Linked DNA regions of Mus musculus: regions 2 and 3 are each linked to region 1. The links are chromatin contacts, called in public HiChIP or PLAC-seq maps. All regions are on one chromosome and are shown on one strand. Each heading gives the region's core, a stretch centred on a gene start, on an enhancer-like site or on the middle of the called end of the contact. The rest is flanking DNA. Distances are from core to core; before and after follow the strand shown. Region 1 has its middle 91 kb from the start of Gm33897. Region 2 has its middle 23 kb from the start of Gm46240. Region 3 overlaps Gm33897 (a long non-coding RNA gene).

Region 1 (4,400 bases), core at 1,041-3,540:
AAAGTCAATGTTACTTCCTTCTGGGAAGCTTTTCTCAACCCCTACCCCTGTCAGAATGAATCACTGTTTAGACAGTGTTTCTGCCACATAAGCCAGGCTTTGTATAATCATGATTTATATTCATTCCCATTTCTCCGCTGGACTCTGACCTCTTTGGAAAAAAAAAAGGTTTTAGTTTGGTTATTCTGGGCTTAGCAAATATTCCCTCGAGGGGCTAGGAGAGTGCTTTTCCCTTGGCCAGCTCTCTTTACATTCTGATGATGTAGGATCATTTTCTTTCATTTGTAAGGTACACTGTCTTCTAGAAGCAAATCACGGTAAATTCTGAACCATCTTTGTCATGACATATAGTTTGACATAGTGCTGAAGTCACCGAACACAACTAATTGTGAGAGGAGCCATAAAATGAGACCACTGCGTGCCCTAGCAGATAGTCACTGTATCATCTGGGAGATTCAGAGCTTTGACTTACTTGTAGACATAAGACATTCTTTTTCTGTTTCTCTTTTTTTTTTCTACATCCATTTATCAAAATATTTTTTTAAACAACCAGAGAGAAGCATGTATAGTTAGGAATAAATTATCGGACTCAGGCAAAAATATGACACTAAGCTGAAGGTATTTCCAGCACCCCAAAATAGGATACAAAAGTCTTGGGAGCTGGAACATAAAATCGGGGAGGAGATATATTAAGAGGCCTAAGACATCAGGTCTTTTAGTTTAATAATATCTCTCGTATGTGGTCTTATGGAGTATTCAGCTTAGATGAAAACTTTTTCGGTGGCTTAGCTGGATTTATGAACCAATGGTCACTCAGGAACAAGAGGGTAAAATCCTTATGTTGTGTGTCTTGGTATCATTTCGAAGCCTCTCAGTTTCCTTCTCTGACATTAACAGAGAATAATCCTTCAAATTACTCATGTGAACTAATGAGACCAGTAATGAAACGGCTAGCTCCGTCATTGCTATGAGTGATGCCCTTTTAGAACACTCATTAAAAAACCTTTCTTGTCCTTCATTATGTGGAACATGCAATCCTGAAGTGTTGTAATTTACAGCAGGGCTAGGTTTCTGCTCTAAAATCCTCTCTGCTTTAACATACAAAATGCTACTTTTTCCATACTTGCATTACTCAAAGAGCAAAAAACAAAGATGAGAAATGAAACAAATTTTGAAGATAATTCTACTCATCTCCTCTAACTTGCCAATCTTTCTCCTAGAAGATGTTAAGAAGCAATACACGTGCCTCACTGAAGGAATAAACACACTCATCTGCAATTATTAGAAGCTACTTTGAAGAAAAAGGCCCACAAAGATAGATGGGCTTTTCCCAAAAGTCAGAATTATGTTTGTTTTAAAAGCAGTTATTGACTTTTCATGAGCAGTATCTCAGGCAGGCCCATCTTTTGTGATGAAATCCTGATGGTGTGAAAAGTTGAGTTCATCTGCATAGAACAGATTACATTGTGATCTGTGAAGACATCCCTCATTCGTACTTCCATACTCTCTGAACTGCTTCCTATGTCAATGATTTGAGTTGCTTACGTAAACACAATGGAAATTTTGCATTTAAATGGAAATAGAAGAATATACAGATGAAAACCTTTTCTCAAAGTACCAAGAATGGGGCCAGTGAGATGTCCCAGTGGATAAAGGTGCTTGATGCTAGGTCTGAGGACAGAAGCTCAACCCTGTAACCCACAGAATAGAACAAGAGAATGAACTCCCACGAGGTTTTCTCTGACTGACACATATGCTGTGGGACATGCCTTACTCTATCACATAAATAAACCAGTCAATAAATCAATCAATAAATATTACAAATTTAAAAAGAAATAGTATACACAAATTTTTGAATCAATAGAGTGTTCAATTTATATCGATCCAGAAATGAAAACTGTTAATTAAAAAAAAAGATGTTTATTATTTATTTATGTACACGTGTATCTCTCTGAATGTGTGAAGTGTGCATATATGAGGACTTAGAAGCCAGAGGAGAATGTATGCTCACCTGGAGCGGGAGTTACAGAATGTTTTATCAACTGAACTGTGTGCTAAACTCCACTCCTCTATAGAAGTAACAACTGTAGTCAGCTGCTGAGCCATCTCTCCAGTCGCAACTGTGTTCATTTTAACTGTTACAGGGAGACATGGATTTAGTGTGTGTGAAGCAGAATGTAACCAAGGTCCAAAATACATTTCAACTTTACACCACATATACCACAGACAAAGATGAAACTGAAGATGTTCGTGCCAAAGGAGAAGGAAAGGGGCTGGCAAGCGTGGCCTGACTAACAGATGACTAAGGAGAGGAGAATGTTTCTGATAGTTATAGGCTTCCCCAGGAGTAAGACACACAGGCCTGTTTGGTTGATCAGCCAAGCCTTGGGCTTTGCTGTCACTTAGGCTTCTTTTTCCTGTGAACGCTGGGTCTACACAAGTGAAAGAAACTGCAGTGGGGGCGGGGGGGGGGGGCGAGAAGGAGGGAGCCCGCCCCAGAGGTGGCTGAGTGTGGAATGACAGGAAAAGCCTCAACAATGGCTTAGCGCTTTAGTTCAGCATATCTAAGGAATCTTATTAGCAGTTGGGATGATAGATAGCAATAATATAGGGGTAATAACTTTATGCATCTAAGTACTTTAGAGACTGCATATAGTTTAAAGTAAATGCACCTCGGCAACAACCCTCTCTGTGTTATTTTTTTATTTTAGTCATTGAAGACCATCTTTTGGTCAAACACAATATATTTCCATCGGGGAGAAAAAGACAACCTTAAAATGCCGACATAACTCGAACAATTTGCCCTTTGAAACAAAGGTATGATTTCAAATCAACAGGGCTCTATTGAAATAAAAGTCTCACAGACAAGCTGAGATCTTAATAGACTTCATTATGTTGTTCAACCAAAATTAAAATCTGCACATTTAAAACAAACAAACAAACAAACAAACAAACAAAAAAACCCTCTTAACATGATTGTCTTCCTGTCTCACCTTGCTCCTTAGAACTCCTTGCTTCTGGGGAAGAAGCCGATTGCATTCCTGACTGAGCTGAGTCTCAGACAAGGTGAAGAGAATCATAACATTGGTTTTAGGGTAAAGCTCAACCAAAATGTTTAACGGTGATAAATGCAAAATAAATCCAGATTGTCTACCTTAGCAAAGAGAAGAGAAGCACGGTACTGGCCTTCCACATGTTTGGTATAAATAGACAGACATAGACAAAGGTCGAGGGAAAGGTTTTATATATATATATATATATATATATATATGCCAGCTATTTTTCTAGTGTTACTTGTGAGTGTTCTCATCAAGAGAATAATATTATAGTTTTTATTGTTTTTTGATAAGGGCTTCATAGCTGCTCATGGGTGGTCCTGTTCAATTTTGCCAATGGGTTTTTGCTTGGGAATTATTAGTGGCTGGGTACTTGACATAGTCATTGAGATGCATTTGTGTTTGGGTTGTCTCTATGTCCACACTGCTAGAAACCAACAGCGTCCTTTTCCCTCTCTCTTCCTCCTCTTTCTTCTAGTACGTCTCTGCATGAAGTCTGAAGTCCATTCTCACTGTTTTTCTGTGGCACATTATATTCCGCTCTGCACTGGCTCTTTGACACATTTGATTGCAAAGTTCAGTGTACCCTTTATTATGTGGTTCACAGAACTCTGTGGCAAACAGAAGCAGGTCCAGGAAAACATGATTTTTGGAGGGTGCTTAGGATGCACACAGGAACACACATGTACACACTCAACCACAGCACAGGGTCTTAAGTGATAGAAGGCAAGTGCTCCAGGTATAGGAAAAACAGTCTACAGTAAAGGGATCACAAAGAGCTTCAGAAAGAAGCTAACATCTGATTTGAACCACGAAGGATGCCAACATGCCAAAGAACAGCAAAGAGAAAAAATATTTAGGTGAAAATAAGCTTTAAACATGGCAAAATTGGGAGCACGTAAGGACTTGAATTTTGAATTTTGAATCTCTGTCAGCCACATAAAATCCAAAACCTGAGCATTCACACACACACACACACACACACACACACACACACACACACACACACACACACACAATCTTAGTGCTGGGGAGACAGACAGAGTAGAGTAGGAATTCCTAGCCAGCTAGTCTAGATGAATGGCTGAGTTCCAGGTTCAGTGAGACCCTGTCTCAAAAAATCCAATGAGAACTATTAAGGGATAGTTTCACACCTGAAAAAATGTTCAACATCCTTAATCATCAGGGAAATGCAAATCAAAACAACCTTGAGATTCCATCTCACACCAGTCAGAATGGCTAAGATCAAAAATTCAGGTGACAGCAGATGCTGGCGAGGATGTGGAGAAAGAGGAACACTCCTCCATTGTTGGTCGGATTGCAAGCTTGTACAACCACTCTGGA
Region 2 (4,400 bases), core at 832-3,331, 120 kb after region 1:
AAAAATACAGAAACAGCTCAGCACAAAAATATTGCTTAAGTATATGCTATACATAATAACATAGTAGTATTAAAAAGTAAGATTCTTAGCTCAGTCTCCTATAAGAAAATGCTATGGTTGTTGGAGCTTACAAAACCTATAAATACATACTTGACAGTTCTAGAGGCTGGAAGTCTAAGATTACAGGGCCAGCATGATTGTGGTTGGCCTCCAGTGCAGGCCCTCCTCTGTGTCAGATGGGTGGCTTCTTTCTGTGTTCACACATGGGTACGAGCTCAAAGGGTAGGCAAGCTCTCCCACGATCCTCTTAGGGCACCGACTTCTATTCACCCTCCATTCATGATCACAATGAATAGGAATTATCTCCCCAGGATTTCATCTCAGAATAACCCCAGGTGGGATTTCAACATCTTGGAAAGTCCATAAACCCAAGGGAATAAAAATAAAAAGGCAGGATGACATCAAACTTATAGGAAGACAAATTGAGGAGTGTCTTAGGGTTTCTATTCCTGTGAAGAGACTCCATGACCAAAGCGACTATTATAAAGGACAACATTTAATTGGGGCTGGCTTACAGGTTCAGAGGTTCAGTGCTTTATCATGAAGGCTAGAAGCATGGCAGCATCCAGGCAAGCTTGGTGCTGGAGGAGCCGAGAGTTCTACATCTTGATCCATCTGCATCCAGAAGACGACTGTCTTCCAGGCAGTTAGGAGGACAGTCTCAAAGCCCACCCTGTACAGAGACACTCTTCTTCTAACAAGGCCACACCTCCTTATAGTGCCATCCCCAGGGACAACTATATTCAAACCACGATGGGAAGGAACCCAGATCTTTGCAAAATGTTACCAGTGACATCACCAAATAATTGGCACGGAACTGGCCTCATAAATACTCGTGAAAAAAATGGATGCATAATTAATTAAAGTAAGTGTGACAGAAGGTGCATGGAATCTGTGCATGCTCATGATCTATGAAAACGAGAACTTGAACAAATAATTTTGTATGGAGAGTTTGTAGTCTACTGCCAACGATTGATGCTCATTGACACAGTATAGAGTGATATGGTAGACAACTCTTAAGTCTATACTAACTGAAAAGGATAGACAGAAATATTCCTTCTCATGGGTGACAGTTGACATTTCAGTAATATAATGTATGAATCTCTCCGCCCAAAGGAGTGGGGTCTGCTAATGTGTCCACCAACTTCCATCCTGTTAAGCTTGGACCTTGTCCATGATGGTCACTTTGTCTCTGGTGACTTTATGCCACACCTCCATGATGATTTTTCTCCTGTTTTCATCCTGTTAGAATGCAGTTACTGCATTCTACATTCTGCCATTTTGATGGCATCCATAGCTGCCTAAATTGGGGGGGGGGTGTCTGTCATTTACTTCACATAACTTTATACATCTTGATTCAAACAGTTTAAAATTTAAGACTTGAAGCCTGAAACCCTATTTCCATAAAGTAGTTGTGTTCTTCATGAATATAATTCAGACAGTGTGGTCTCCTTTGATCACTGACAAAACTCAGCACATTCAACTGAGGCTCCAAAAGTGTTATCTTCCATATATATCCTTGTATACAGATGTATTGGGATGGAGTGATTCCCGCAGATACAGGTTAGACTAGGAATATGTTTATATGCTTTGCTCAAACATCTGTGTTGACAGAAAAGCAGTTTTCCTATCTTTGGGTCTTTCATACAAATTGATTGATTTTCTGAAAATGACCTATTTCATGCAGAAGATATTGCTCAGTTGCTTCCTCGGCACATAGGTTGGATGCCCAGGATCTCATAAACCAGATGTGTCTCAGGACACTGCCTGATGTCTCCAGACTCAGAAGTGGGTAAGTGGGCAGGGAATGCTGAGATTCGAGATCATCTTCTGCTTAAAAACAAGCTTGAGTTTGATGCCAGGATGGGAAATGTAAGGCCCTATCTCAAAGAAAGAAAAACAAAATCTCCATAATATTTTAAAATCTCATCACAAAAAAAACATTCAAACTTCAGGGCAGAAGTGATTGCTTACCAATGTTCAGCCTTGCCAGTCTCTCAGAGCTAGGCAGTAAATATTTGTTGAATGAATGACTGTCCTCCCATTAAGCAATGAGGCTGCTTTAGCAATCAGACCCCTTAAATGGCATTATTTACTTGCTGAAAATGTGTTTTCCATATTGGCTAAGTTGTTTAATTTACATAGGCCTGTTGCCATACTGCTCTGTCACAGATCAACTGCAGAGCACACCCATCTCTTTTCTGACCTCCTTCTCACATCTAGACATGTTGAAAAGCAAACCCAGCTGTATCCATTTTGATTTAACAGCTCAGCCCTGCCCCGCCCCACCCTGCCCCTCTACCTTTAAATTGCAATTCTTTGATTTTCAATGCAGAGTTGACATGCCCCAGCCTGGTCTGTGATTCCACAAACGCTTTAGCTTTAGGTTATAAAGCAGACTCAAGTGGAGTCTTGTCTGCTTGTTTACTGGACTGTTTTAGAGACTGTTCAAATCCAAATGGCCGGGGGTGGGGGTGGGGGGAGATGGAAATTTAATGTGTTTCAGGCTTCGGTGCCTGAAGGTAAGGCAGACATTGGGTTTACCACTGCAGGTGAGCAGAAAAGACCTTTGAGCCTGAGCTATCCAGGTTTACCCCAGCAAATATATATCATACTCAAATGACAGGTTTTCTGTCAAATACTGAATGAGACACACCCACTCAGGAAAGTTGAGCAATTCTTTGCTTGTTCAATACTTTAATCCTCAGCTCAGTTAAACAGAAGCTCCAGCACACAGGACAGAAAGTACAGCAAACATCGGGCATGCCAAACACGACGGGACCTTTGCTGGCATTAACTCTGCCCTTTACTTCACCACTCCCCACTGGAAGAACAAGTTTGAAATTTTTTTTCTCTTGCCCTGGAAGCTGTTATTCTTATGACAAAAGACTGAGATCAATCACTATGCCAGCTCCACATCAGTCATTTGAAAGCATGACACAAGGGCAGGAATTACATTGAAATTTTAACATGTAAAGTGGTGGTAATGTGAAGGAATTGGTACTTGTTGACTATCCAAGAAAGGTTGATGCACCGTAATTCATTCGTAATTATTTATGAACACAAATCAGAGAGTTTTGAGTTGGGCTCTCTGTTAGCCATGGAAAGGAAAGAAAATGAAATCTCTTAAGAAGTCTGCAAAGAGCTGGGGAGATGGCTCAGTGGGTAAGTTGCCTACAGTACAAACATAGAGACCTAAGAAGAATCCATATGAAGAAGCCCAGAGCGGTGGAGACAGGCAGATGCCTGTGCCTCATAAGCTAGTCTACCTAACCTAGTCAGTCAGTCCCCGGTCAGTGAGAGACTGTCTCATAAAGTAGACAGCTTCTGAGGTGTAATATCTGAGGCTTTCCTCTATCTTTCCCATTCGAATACATGTAAAATCGAAAAAGAAAAATGCCAAACATGCACAATTCAACAGGTTCACATAGGTCAATATAATACCCATGATAGATACAGGTAGCATCATGGGATGAGCATGTAATAAATTTTGTGTCATTGTGTTGTCATTGGGTCTCAGTAATGTTTCCTTATGTCCTGGTCCTGGTTAGTTGTTTTTTTGTTTGTTTGTTTGTTTTCTGTCAACTACACACAACCTGGATTCCCCAGAGAAGGGGAATTTTCAATCGAAACTTTGCCGTGATCAGACTGGCCTGTGAGCATGTCTGTGGTGGACATTTTCCCAGCTGTTGACTTATAAGGAAGGGCCCAGCCTGTTATGAGAAGCACCAGCTCTCAGCAACTGGTCCCTGGATGCATTCAACAGCTACTTGGGCCTAAGCCAGAGAGTGAAGCAATAGACATTTATATGTTGTTTCTACTTTAGTTCTTGTTTGAGTTCCTGCCTTTACTTTCCTCAGTGATAAAGGACTACTTAAAAACTGTAAGTTGAAATAGAGTCTCTCCTATCATGTTGGCTTTGGCTAGAGTGGCTCATTATAAAGACAGAATGAGAGGAGAATTTGCTACTAATCAATCAAATGTCAAGCTCCTTGTGTCCCCTATTACAGGACTGTCTGGATATTTTGTATTGTACCATAAGGGTGATCCTGCCAGTAGGAAGCAGGAAAGGACATTAGACAAGAGTGGCATGTACCAAGCACCTGTGGCATAAAAAAATTAGCCAGTTCAATAATAGAAGTGCTGAGATTTTTCTTGGTAAACCAGAGCATGTTTGCCCAGAGAAGCATCCACAGTAGTTGGAGCCAGACCAGCTCATCCTTGTCTGGCTCTGGTCTGGAGTACAGTAGCTCCAGGCAGGGTCATTGGGGAAGAAAATGTAGCCAAAGCAACAGATAGTAGTATCTGACCAAGTGGAAAAGGCCCACTGGAGTTGCAAG
Region 3 (4,400 bases), core at 908-3,407, 84 kb before region 1:
ATCATTCTTTCATTTGCTCCATAAACACGGAGTGACTGTGATGGCCTGGGTCCTGGGCTGGGCCTGCATTAGTATTTGTGACTGGAGCATTTTGGAAATGTGATGCCCCATTCATCCGAGTGAGTGTAATGGTGGCGTCCTGGCACCTTGGCAAGCAGGCTTTTTGGCCCTTCTCAGCTCTCATTAGTTCAATGGTCATTGACTACTTATCTGAACGGCTGGTCTGGCTGGCACCACCTTTGAAAAAAGTGACAGAATTTGATTCCATTGCAAAAGAACGAAAGAAAGGAAGAAAGAAAGTGAGAAAGAAAGGAAGGAAGGAAGAAAACAGCTTGTCTTTGGTGAGATGAACTTTTTTTTTAAGATCTAGAAAATGGCTTTCCTTTTTTCTTTTTCTTTCTTTCCAGACTGGAAAAAAAAAAAAAAAAGAAAAAGTAAAAAAACCTATGAAATAGGAGTTTAAGTGCTCTGGAATCCAGTTTCAAAAGAGAACCTTTCATGGCATCCCAAGACATTTTGTTTTTACCCAGTTAGTTTAGGTGATTCAGGTTTTCTTTGGTCTCCTTCTAGTCCCCGTGAGAAAGACTGCTTCTCTGAACAGGATAAACCCATGTGACACTGTGAGGTTTTGCTTTGACTTCTCAGTCTTGTGCCCCAGTCTCACATTGGGTAATTGTCATCTGCCAGCCTGTGGTCGACAGTCTTTCTGATTCTGAAGTGGCCATCGTATGGAGTTGTTAGTCCTTAGAAATCACAGAGCCACAATGGGCAGGGTCCTGAGATCTAGTGTGAAGACTCTGTCAGGCCAGATTTAGCTCTCCTTAATGAGGATCTGCCTGCACTCACTGTCTTTACCACAGCCCCAGGGGTGAATAATTTCCTTTATTTTTTCTATAAGGAGTGCGGGGTGGGGACGGGTATCAGCGGGAGCCTTCGGGTGTCTTAAGCAGTCAGAGGTCACATGTCCTGCTTGTGATTTGCTAGGTCAGCTGAGGCGGGCTTGTGATGCTTTTGTAGTTAGCTCTTCTGTGTCTTGAAAGAATGGATATGCAGACAAGGCTTCTGTGGGATGGGATGTGCTATTGGGTCGGATAAGGGAGGTGTGCCCTTGAGAGCTCCTCTAAAAGGAAAAAAAAAATTGGCTAGAAAGATAGTAGGAGGTCTTTGTGGTGAGATAGCATGGGTGGAGGGGGTATATTCCAGCTATTTCAGAAGTTTGCGGGTGACTGCTCAGGTGGCTTGTGGGGACAGTTTTTGTTTGTTTGTTTGTTTTTAAAACCAAGCCTGTGAAGCTGGGGATGTAGTTCAATAGGTAGAAAGCTTGCTTAGCTTAGCATGAATGAAGCCCTGGTTAGTATCCCTACTACGGCGTTAAACTGAGCGTGGTCCCGTGTGCCTTTAATGCTATTTAATTCCTATACTTAGGTGTTGGAGGAAGGAGAATCTGCACACACAGATTCATCTTCTATACATACCAGCCTGGATTACCAAAATGAAACAACGAGAAATTGGGAGAACATAGTGAGCAAGTGGGCTACACAACAAAAAGGTCAAATGCCCCGCGCTGTACTTCAGAACACGGATGGCCAGTCTCCCTTGTTAGTTCTGGTCTCGTGCTCAATTTGGGCCATAGTAAACACGGGAAGGCACACACAGCCAATCCTAGAAGGTGCAGAGGTTAGCACACTCTGGCTTTGTCTCTTCATGATCCAGATGGCACCAGATCTCCCAGAGCTGCCATGCTTTTAGAAATATTCCCAGAAATTATTACGAGTTTATGAAGGATGACAAAACCTCTTCAACTTCCGATGCAAACACATTTGCGACAGAAAATGGATTAACTTCTGATTCCTGTATGTTCAAACCCTAGTTCAGCTTTTTCATCCACCTGGGCATAACAGTGGGGCCGAGTTTTTCCTCCTCCTGATGTCCTTTGTTCCCTCCTTTCTATTTCCTTCACTTGTTTCAAACTACGGGCAAGAACCAGTCTCTTCATGCATGTGAATTTCCCACTGGCAGGATCCCAATGCTCAGATTCACTGTTTCCCCAATGAGACTCATTCTCTGCTCAGCGTGTGATAGAAGCGCCTGGTCCTGCTTTAGCCCTGCCTGGGCCTGTCCTAGCAGCTTGTACAAATGTAAACACAGGCACTACAACTGTGGCTCACTGTGGAGGGCGGGGCTAGGGGCCAGGGTCCAAGACACGCCCAGAAATGCTCTCCCTCCCTTCGGGTTGCTCCTCCCACAGCCTGCTTGTTTCCAGAGCTTTACAGTGGAGCCACAAAACAGGAGGGTTCTATGGGGGTAAAAATCCGCCTGTTCTGGGCTGTGGCAATTTGCAAGTCCGTGGTATTCGTCCCTTTAACAACTTCCTGCAATGACATTTCTGTCAGGATGATGGGCAAATATGTGGTCAAGGCTTTAAATGCCAGATCCACACAGTTCATTGTTTTTACTAGCTCGCCTCCAGGAGTGGACCTTGATACCCACAAGAAGAATTTAATTAATTAGGCTGTGCTATGTATCTGAGTGCTTTTCCACATTTCTCTATTGTCTCATTTGCAACAAAGGTGCAAATCGCGGCCTTTGACATTTCCGCTGGAAGGAGCTCTCTCAGAGAACTTCATGAAACCAACCTCACCACTCTGGAACCGTGCAAGGAAAACCAGTGTTTTAAAACCATGGTAGACTTGAACACGTACTTCCCTTGCATGACATGAAACACAGAGACAACATACTTACATGGTTCAGGCCAATGAGAACAAATTCCTATCTGTCAAAACCACACAGGCAAACAAGAAGAGCCAGCCCACAAGTTGTCTTTAGTGTGACCGGAGGAACAACAGTATTTTACTCTAGTCTGTATAGTAAAAGTTACTCTTAAAACTCAGTATCACCAGACACTATGGTTTGGACATTGCTGTCTCTGGTCCTTTAAAGAAGGCTAAGGAAAGGTTCTCCATTCTCTTTTAGAAAAGATGAGATAATATTGGATTGCATGGATATCTGCTTAGACACATAGCCACTTTCTGAAAAGAAGAGAAGAGAAGAAAAGAAAGAGGGTATCAGGTTATGTCTTCTTGTGGGAAGTGCTCGTGTCCCACTTTCTGTGGCTTCGGCTGGGCTCTAGTCCCAGGATGCTCTCTCCATATCCGGGCCTCTTGCTCATGCGCTCCCCAGTTCTTTCTTGTCCATAGTGAGAGACTCAGGGCTGGATCCATCCACAGGGAGCTTTGATGAGAGGCAGGTTTTACATCTTTGAGAATGTCTGCTAGGATTGTTTTGGAACCTGTTGAAGAATGAGGCGAAACAACAAAACAGAGCCACAAGGTAAAAGACGGGAGCCAGAACACACAGGGTGAGCATCCAGTCTTGAGACTACATTTAAAGTCCCAGATCCGCATGCGGCTAAATTCAACTTGTTTCTGGCGTTTGCGCCTAACCCGTAGCAGCCATTTCTTTGTCGCAGGCAGTTTTAGTTGGGTCTGTTTCATTTATAGCCGCTCAGTCTGATTACTAGCCCGGGTGATAGATAGAGCACCTTCTCATTTAAGTTTCACAAAACTCCTTTTACAGAACGGAAGCAGGTTAAGAAAGGGGCAGGCACATGCATGAAGGTCCTTCTAGGAAGAGCAGCAGATCTAGGTCTCAAACTCATTTATGCTTTATTCTAAAATTCCAGGCTCAGCCTACGGGAGTCAGCTAAGCCAGGCCGTTCAGTAACAGCCAGCAGCTTGCATAGCTTGAAGGGTAATTCATTAATTCTTCGAGTGTTTCTCGAAATGCGTTTTGATCTTATTTGCCTGGTCTCCTATCTCTTTTCAGACCAGTCCTCAATTCCCTACCCACGGACACTTTTTTTTTTTTTTTTAATTTTATCTATCAGGACCAATTTGTGCTGTCCAAATAGTCTTGGATATCTGGAGAGTAGCCACTGGAGAGTGGACTACTTTAGGGGGCGGGGTTGGGGGGGGGGAGGGCGCTACATTCTTAAAGAAAAGGACTCTGTTTTCAGGTTTCAACAGCAGTTGACAGACAGTTGCACTGCTGGTCCCAAATGGTTTATTACTAAGCATACTCAGTCTTAGGGGCGGAGTCCTCTCTGCCCCTTCTTCCCCAGCAGGCGCCTTCTCTCCTCTTTCTGGTCTACATTCTGAGTAGCAGGCATTTTAAACAGAAGTTTCCTCAGTAGCTTTTGCCTCCTCAGGATACCTGTCATCTACGGAGGAGGAAACTCCATCGTTAGTACCAATCGTTAGGCTGGGGACTCCACAGATCAGGCTTGGGGACAAGAGTGTGGTCTATAAACCCGATTGAAGAGGTTTTTATTTTCCATGATAAAGTGCAAACAAGGAGACATTAGCTTGACCCCGTTCCCTCCCTGGGTGTGTGCAAGTTTT

The links. HiChIP or PLAC-seq counts read pairs in DNA pulled down with a chosen protein or histone mark.
Region 2: a contact with region 1 is called in a CTCF HiChIP or PLAC-seq map of the NIH/3T3 cell line, with 11 read pairs. The contact joins two enhancer-like sites. A contact is called at or near these places in 1 of 15 datasets of contacts at CTCF or cohesin (the NIH/3T3 cell line) and 4 of 484 Hi-C or Micro-C datasets (the 3T3-L1 cell line, 3T3-L1-derived adipocytes, bone marrow-derived macrophages and 1 more).
Region 3: an HNF4G HiChIP or PLAC-seq map of pancreatic cancer cells shows a contact between it and region 1. The contact joins two enhancer-like sites. A contact is called at or near these places in 1 of 15 datasets of contacts at CTCF or cohesin (the NIH/3T3 cell line), 2 of 484 Hi-C or Micro-C datasets (the 3T3-L1 cell line and germinal center B cells) and 2 of 115 datasets of contacts at active chromatin or transcription factors (embryonic stem cells and pancreatic cancer cells).

What each region holds. Positions count from the first base shown.
Region 1 is chr10:96,804,486-96,808,885 of GRCm38.p6, forward strand. No RefSeq gene overlaps it. Among named protein-coding and RNA genes, the nearest start is that of Gm33897, 91 kb to the left of the region's middle. Within about 2 kb of position 2,291, at least 40 of the 459 cell types and tissues checked have an H3K27ac peak or open chromatin away from gene starts, as enhancers often do. A contact at or near this core is called in pancreatic cancer cells, where this site is marked.
Region 2 is chr10:96,922,185-96,926,584 of GRCm38.p6, forward strand. No RefSeq gene overlaps it. Among named protein-coding and RNA genes, the nearest start is that of Gm46240, 23 kb to the left of the region's middle. Within about 2 kb of position 2,082, at least 26 of the 459 cell types and tissues checked have an H3K27ac peak or open chromatin away from gene starts, as enhancers often do.
Region 3 is chr10:96,720,519-96,724,918 of GRCm38.p6, forward strand. All of the region lies in intron 2 of Gm33897 (a long non-coding RNA gene), which reads left to right. Among named protein-coding and RNA genes, the nearest start is that of Gm33897, 7.0 kb to the left of the region's middle. Within about 2 kb of position 2,158, at least 146 of the 459 cell types and tissues checked have an H3K27ac peak or open chromatin away from gene starts, as enhancers often do. A contact at or near this core is called in pancreatic cancer cells, where this site is marked.